Linked DNA regions of Ovis aries: region 2 is linked to region 1. Evidence: chromatin contacts called from public Hi-C data. All regions are on one chromosome and are shown on one strand. The core of a region is the stretch at or near the end of the contact, and the rest is flanking DNA. Distances in the headings are between cores, read along the strand shown.

The links. Hi-C and Micro-C count contacts between places; a contact is called where the count stands out from the background.
Region 2: a Hi-C map of liver shows a contact between it and region 1, with 3 times the contacts expected there. The contact joins the promoter of TRIM21 here to the promoter of TRIM68 in region 1. A contact is called at or near these places in 3 of 16 Hi-C or Micro-C datasets (blood, liver and tail adipose tissue).

Annotation. Positions count from the first base shown.
Region 1 is chr15:49,308,653-49,312,220 of ARS-UI_Ramb_v3.0, reverse strand. It overlaps TRIM68 (tripartite motif containing 68), which reads right to left and starts at 1,968. Exons shown (of 6, transcript XM_012095952.4): 1 at 1,904-1,968.
Region 2 is chr15:49,570,820-49,574,228 of ARS-UI_Ramb_v3.0, reverse strand. It overlaps TRIM21 (tripartite motif containing 21), which reads right to left and starts at 1,615. Exons shown (of 7, transcript XM_060399397.1): 1 at 913-1,615; 2 at 1-247. The coding sequence starts at 211.

The DNA of each region.
Region 1 (3,568 bases), core at 719-3,218:
GTCTCTGGGGTCTCACAGAGTTGGACACGACTGAAGCGACTTAGCAGCAGCAGCAGCAGGGAGTTGAGAGCATACTATACGTTAGTAATAATAGCAAACACTCCTTGAATACACTATATGCCAGGTATTCCTTTGAGCTTTTAAAATGAACTGACTCAATGTATTTCACAACCCTAAGTAGAAATTATTACTCTACTCTTTTCATATTACAGATGCTTGGTTCTGGGCTCCATCATTCTATCCTGGGCAAAGTATCTAACCTCTCTAGGTTCAGGGCTAATAAAAACACAAGAGGAGAGAGAAATCATGGTGGTTTAGGGTAGTTCAGTAAGGCTTCCTGAAGAAGTGGGGCAATAAGTAGATTCTGAAGGACTGCTATAGGCAGGCAGCAGGCGGTGCCTTCTCACTGGCCTCCTTGCCTCCTGCTTTTCCTCCTCCCACTGTCACACCACACTGTAGGGTCAGCACCCTAAAAGCTTGTCTTACTGTCACTAACCTACCCAACAGGCTATCCTGGTTCTCCAGCCCTCGTTCCAACAGCAAGCTCCCTCTTGACCCTGAAACAGCCCTGGCAAGTAAAAGGGGAAATTTCCACTTTCTTGCAGACCCCCCCATATCCATTCTTCCACCCCACTTGGAATCCTGCTGTCCTTCCAGCTTGAAATGACCTCCAAATTCCTGCTCTGAATGTCATTTGACATCTATGTGTCTTACTTCCCACAGTACAAGTTTCATGAGGATAGGGACATAGTCTGTTTACTACCATATCCTCAATGCCAAAAACAGTGCTCAAATATTTTTGAATACATGAGGATTAAATGTAAATGTTGAGGTCCAGCTGTTAGAAGGCTGTATATGAAAGAAATATCAACATCCTCATCTAAAACGGAGGGGCACCAAGAGATACCAGCTACACAACAGACATTGATATCTATGATTTATCACAGATAAACGAACAAATGAGGACGAACAAATGAATAAAAATAGCTACTGAAAACTGAGAAGATGGTAGCAAAAGGGAAGTCGGGTAAATACCAAAATGATAAATCAAGAAAATAGGATGGAAGCATATTATTTAGAGAGCCATAAAAAGCTCTAAACATAAAAAAGTTAAGTGATGGCCTCTGCTGCTGCTGCTGCTGCCAAGTCGCTTCAGTCGTGTCCGACTCTGTAGGACCCCATAGACGGCAGCCCACCAGGCTCCCCCGTCCCTGGGATTCTCCAGGCAAGAACACTGGAGTGGGTTGCCATTGCCTTCTCCAATGCATGAAAGTGAAAAGTGAAAGTGAAGTCGCTCAGTCGTGCCCGACTTCGCGACCCCATGGACTGCAGCCTACCAGGCTCCTCCATCCATGGGATTTTCCAGGCAAGAGTACTGGAGTGGGTTGCCATTGCCTTCTCCGGATGGCCTCTGCAAGTCTCTGCAATAAAGGATTTAGGGCTAGTAGCTATTGCCTTATTATTTTGTTTTTATTATACACAAATTACTCGGACAAAACTTTAATTATCAAACGTTTAATTGCTTCAACCTTGCGTTTGGCAGAGCCGGGCCCTCAAGGAAAGACGTTTGAGGGGAAAGGGGGAGGAGCCTGAAAGAGACTGGAGACGTGGGGCCAGAGAGGGAGGTGCGGAGGCGGTGACCTCCGCGATTCGACAGCAGAGGGGGATGGTAACTTCCGGGGCACAGGCTGCCAGGCAGAGCGCCAGGGCACAGGGCGGGTGAGGGCAGAGTAAGGCTGATCGCTTGCAGGACCTCTGAAGAGGCACAATTGTCTACCCACCTCCCTCGTCAGCCGGAACTAGCGCTCCGAGGCGGAAACCGAAAATGGAGACGCCCAGTTAGTTCCCATGGTCGAGTCTCCGCAGCGTCGGAAGCGCTTGGCCCTGCCAGAGAAGCACTTACCGCTGGCCCGGAGACGAAGACCCCAGCAGCGTCCAGCTCCTCAGCCGCCTTTCCCGCAGCGCTCTGAGGCCCCGCCCACCGGGAAGGAGCCAATGAATGGCGTGCAGGACCTGGCGTCGGGATCCGCCCCACCGGCGGCATCTTTGGGGAAGCAGCCAATCACAGATAGGGATCGGGAGAACCCTAGCCAGTTGGAGAAGGGGACAGGGCTGCGCCCACCTCTCTCTCAGACGGCGTATTTTCTGTTTTTCTGGCCCCTTCCCTACTGAGAATCCTTTAAACTGTGGAAGGGCCCAGGAGTCAGTCGAGGACCGGTCGAAGGGGTGAGACTCCAGGATGAGGCCGTTCAGGCTAGGCAGTAGCAGAAGCTCAGCAAGCCCCCGGGTCAAAGAACCCCTTGCGTCTTAGCTTCCGCTCTGGATGACTAGTGGTTCCTCTGGGCGAACCTTGTTCCTTCCAGGGTAGCCCTGGACCTAATAGTATTCCTTAGCAAGTTTTCTACGTTAAACTCAGCACCCTATGAGATCAACCAGGTCTGGTTCTGTGACCCAATTTAGTGCAGGGCTGGGCACTGAAAATGCAGTGGACTTTGTAGTTTCCTGCAAGATGAGCGACCTCTCCTGGCTCTAGATGGTGGTTTCTCATTAAAAAACCCTGGGTTTTCAGGCAAGCTCTTATCCTTCAGTACTTCAGCAGGCAGCCTCTCATCACTATTGCCACAACCCCGCTTTAGAATTAGAAACAGATGGTGGGAACTGGCGGAGTGTACGTGGAATTCCTCTTTCGAAACTGCTATGGAAATTTGAAAAAAAAAAAAAAAAGGGGGTGCTCGACCCTCAAGAAACACATAGACTGCTACTTAAGCCGATGATTTCTTTGTAGTCTCTGCACCTTGTCCTTTTCCTGATACTTCAGTGTTTCCTGGATAAGCAAATAAAGGGACACACTGTTTGCATTGAAAATAACCAGGAAATCCTCCCAGTTGAAGCTTAGTTCAAAATGATTTTCTTGTTGGGACTAATAGACTGAATCTTCATGCCAAGTCAGCGCTCAGGACGTGGTTTAAATTCTGAAGGGTGAGGCCCAGAAAATTCCTGAAACTAATGAGGCCATGAACAAAAAAAGAAAAAGAGAGGTAGTTGAGGTCTGAGCTGTACCGTACATCTCACTTGGATCTGGAGACATGGCTGCCTAACAGAATAATAAATGGATTAATTGAAACAGGACACTTTCAACATTTTTTGACCACTCACTTTTTATACTTTATGCTGGGTTCTGGAATTATAACCATAGGCCACAGACTCTGTTCAAGAAACTCCAAATCAAACTGGTTGTAAGTTGGCCTTTAAACATTGCAGAGGCCAACTGTACAGTCAAAAATCTGTGTATAATTTTTGACTCCCCCAAACCTTAATTGCTAGTAGCCTACAGTTGACCTGAAGTCTTACCAATAACATAAACAACATATTTTGTATTATATACTATAATCTTATGATAAAGTAAACTAGAGAAAAAATGCTATTAGGAAAATTATAAGGAGGAGAAAATGCAGTTATTCTACTATGCTATATTGATTGACATCATAACTTTACATCTGTTTACAAGATGAATTATCTATCAGTACCTTCTTCAGTGGGCTTCCCTGGTGACTCAGTGGTAAAGAAT
Region 2 (3,409 bases), core at 366-2,865, 260 kb before region 1:
TGGCTACCTGTCGATTGGGCCGGAGATTCTGGAGCAGGAAGTGGCGCCGGCACACAGGACAGACGCTACCTCCTTCTTTCCCGACCTCAGAGATGCACTCCTGGCAGAAGCTATGACCACATTCAATGCTCATAGGCTCCACCATGGGATCCAGGCAGATAGAGCACGTGACCTCCTCCCACATCATTGTCAAGGGTACGGCTGAAGCCATTGGGGTGATGCTCCTCTTCGGTAGTGCTGGGGAGATCTTGCGGTGAGGGGAGAAGAGGAAAGGGACGGAAGAGAAGAGCCAGGTAAGAAAAGGGAACCACGAGAGAGGGTGAACTGGAGGGAGTGAAAACAAGAAAAGACAAGGACCTCAACCTGAATAGTGCTCCTCTTCCATAGTCTGGGTCACTGATCCAGTCAGACAGAAGGGGACACTGAGTCCCCAAGAGATAGCAAATATTGTTGAGAACCTGAGAGACAGCTGCTTACAATTCGACTTTCATCATGTTCATCTCTGCTTAACCGCTCAGAGTCCAGGCTTTACCTATTGATCTTCTGCCTCAGGCCACTGGTTTTCTACTCTGTTGAGAAGCTAATCTTAACAGTAGCGACCATTGACTGTGCTCGTTCCATGTGCCAGGTGCTACATGCTTCACATACATTCTCATTAATCTTTGCAATAGGCAGGAGTTATTGGTATCTATCTAATCATCGGTAACATGAATATATATAAGAATATTTATATTTATGCTTACATATTTTCATAAGGATACACGTATATCCGTAAGTACATGGGCTTCCTAGGTGGTGCAAGTGGCAAAGAATCCACCTGCTAATGCAGGAGACACAGGAGACAGCAGGTTTGATCCCTGAGTTGGGAAGATCCCCTGGGGAAGGAAATGGCAACCCACTTCAGTATCTTACCTGGGAAATCCCGTGGACAGAGGAGCCTGGCGGCCTACATACAGTCCATGGGGTCGCAAAGAGTCAGACACGACTGAGCACACACACACACGCATATGTATATGTGTGTATATATGTATGTGCATACACACAGAAGCGTGAGGTTTATTAAGAACTTCCTGGGCTCTTCTCTCAGCTACCCTGAACCTGGCCCCGCCTTTGTTTCTTCTAGGGCGCAGACCCATAGTTTTCTAATATCCTAAGCAACCCTGTCTCTCTCACCTCCAGAGGGAGCCTTTTGGGGACAGCAGTCTCAGGGATCGCGGACCTACCCCCACACCGGGCTCCCGGACCACCCCTGAGCTAGGTTGCCATCCTGGTTCTCCCAGTTTCCCTGGTTTTTCTTCCCAGCTCAGGTGCCGGCGGAAGCAGAGCAATCCGAGCTCCTTCCAGGGGACATCCCAGTCAGGTTTACAGCCCAGCCTCCTCCCAGGCTGCAGGGGAAAAACTGCTGGGTTAAGGTTGAGGGAGACCTGTTGCGAAAGAAAACCTGAGATCGAAATCTCTAGGGGTGGGGACGGCTTGGATGAGGCACTTCAGACCTGGGGCAGGGGAGAGAGGTCCCCTAGGGAGAGCTGGGGTACCTCGGTCTAGCCAAGTTCACTCACCTTTTCAAGAGACGCAGTGGATGGCAGCCGTTTCCTTATTTCACTTTCGATTCCTTGTCCACCGCAAATCTGAAAGGGAGGCGGGCAGAGCGGGAGGAGAGTGGGCGGGGCCAAGGGAGGAGGAAGGCGGAGGGGTTGAGGTGCCGCCAGAGTCTGGAGCTTCTGGGAGGCTGGGGCGAGCGAAAGCTCCGCAGCCTTTAGTCCTTGCTTTGCGTTCCCTCCCGTGTCCTCATTGTGTAATAGAGTGAAGCATCGTATCTGCTGCGTGGAGGAGCCATGCAGGCCTACGTGCTGTGCCCTCGTGTGGGAGCTGCTTTAAAGGAGGTTTGGATGGACAGGGGTGCCTGGAGGTCTCCTCTAAAGGCCATCTTCTGTTCCCTATTTCCAAAAACAATTCCTTTTCAGGAGACTTGATATTCTTTTAACATCAGGGGGAGAGCAATTTATTCCACAGTACCTCAGCGCATTATCACACCAGTGAGTGGTAAGAAGGGACTTGACATTTATTGAGGCAACAACTGTGTACTTATCCTTGAGCCAGGGACTTTCTCAGGTTGTTTTATTATTATTTTAAATTATGGTGAAGTACGTATAACATTTACCATCTTAACCGTTTTCAAGTGTGTAGTTCAGTGGCATTAAATACGTTCACAGTTGTATACTTCACCACAGTCCATGGAGTCTCAAAGGGTCGGACACAACTGAGCCACTAAGCACAAGAACGGAGAAGGCAAGGGCACCCCACTCCAGGACTCTTGCCTGGAAAATACGAGGGACAGAGGAATCTGGAAGGCTGCAGTCCATGGGGTCGCTGAGGGTCGGACACGACTGAGCGACTTCTTTCACTTTTCACTTTCATGCATCAGAGAAGGAAATGGCAACCCACTCCAGTGTTCTTGCCAGGAGAATCCCAGGGGCAGCTTGATGGGCTGCTGTCTATGGGGTCGCACAGAGTCGGACACGAGTGAAGCGACTTAGCAGCAGCAGCAGCAGCAGCAAGCACAAGAAACCTCAAAGAGCCAGGGAGTAGTGGCAAATTCCTATTTATAAGAATCAGAGTTTTTACTCTGGTGGAAGAACTTCTTTCTTTACTAGACCCTTAGAACAAGGCTGAGCCCTGTGTTGGGGGATGGAAAGAAAATGATCTGTAAATGAGTTACTAGTTTGAGGGAAATAGGAGCTGCAACCACCTCCCTTCTTTATTCTCTGAAGAGTGTGTTTATAATGGCTATAAAAAATACCATCACCTATTAGTTGTTGATCTTAGATGTGCACCAGAATTTATGGTACAACATTCTTATATCATAGAGTGGGGTTTCCAAACTGCTGCCATACCTGAGCCTTCAGCAGTGCATCTCATATTTTTATTGGACCATCTTTTTCTGGTTGATGATGTACATTGTAAGACCACTGCATTCCATAGTGCAACCCCATTATCAGAATTTTTTGACTGTAAAATCAGTTTCTTGGTTGTAAGTGATGTTGTTGGAGACCTTGATGTTGTAAATCGAAAAACAGTGGTGCTGGTAGAAGCAATATAAGATGGCAAATGAATCTGTCTCTGGTATAGTAGCTATTTTGTGAGGATAAATTGCTGTTGGTTCAATGTCATTATCATGCCACTAAAAGACTGCCTAGATTCTCTTAGAAATAGGGAAAAATCAGGCTCAGAGTTGGTCTTATATGTACAGGTTTCTATAGCAGTAGGAATACAAATGCTGCTTGAGTATGGATTCCTCGGGTTTATCCATTTACCACTACTGATACGGACACTTGTACAAGAGTCCATTGAATAAGCACCAGGTGACTGAGAAGAGGCTGATCAACATCCACAAGATGGGTCATCTTAT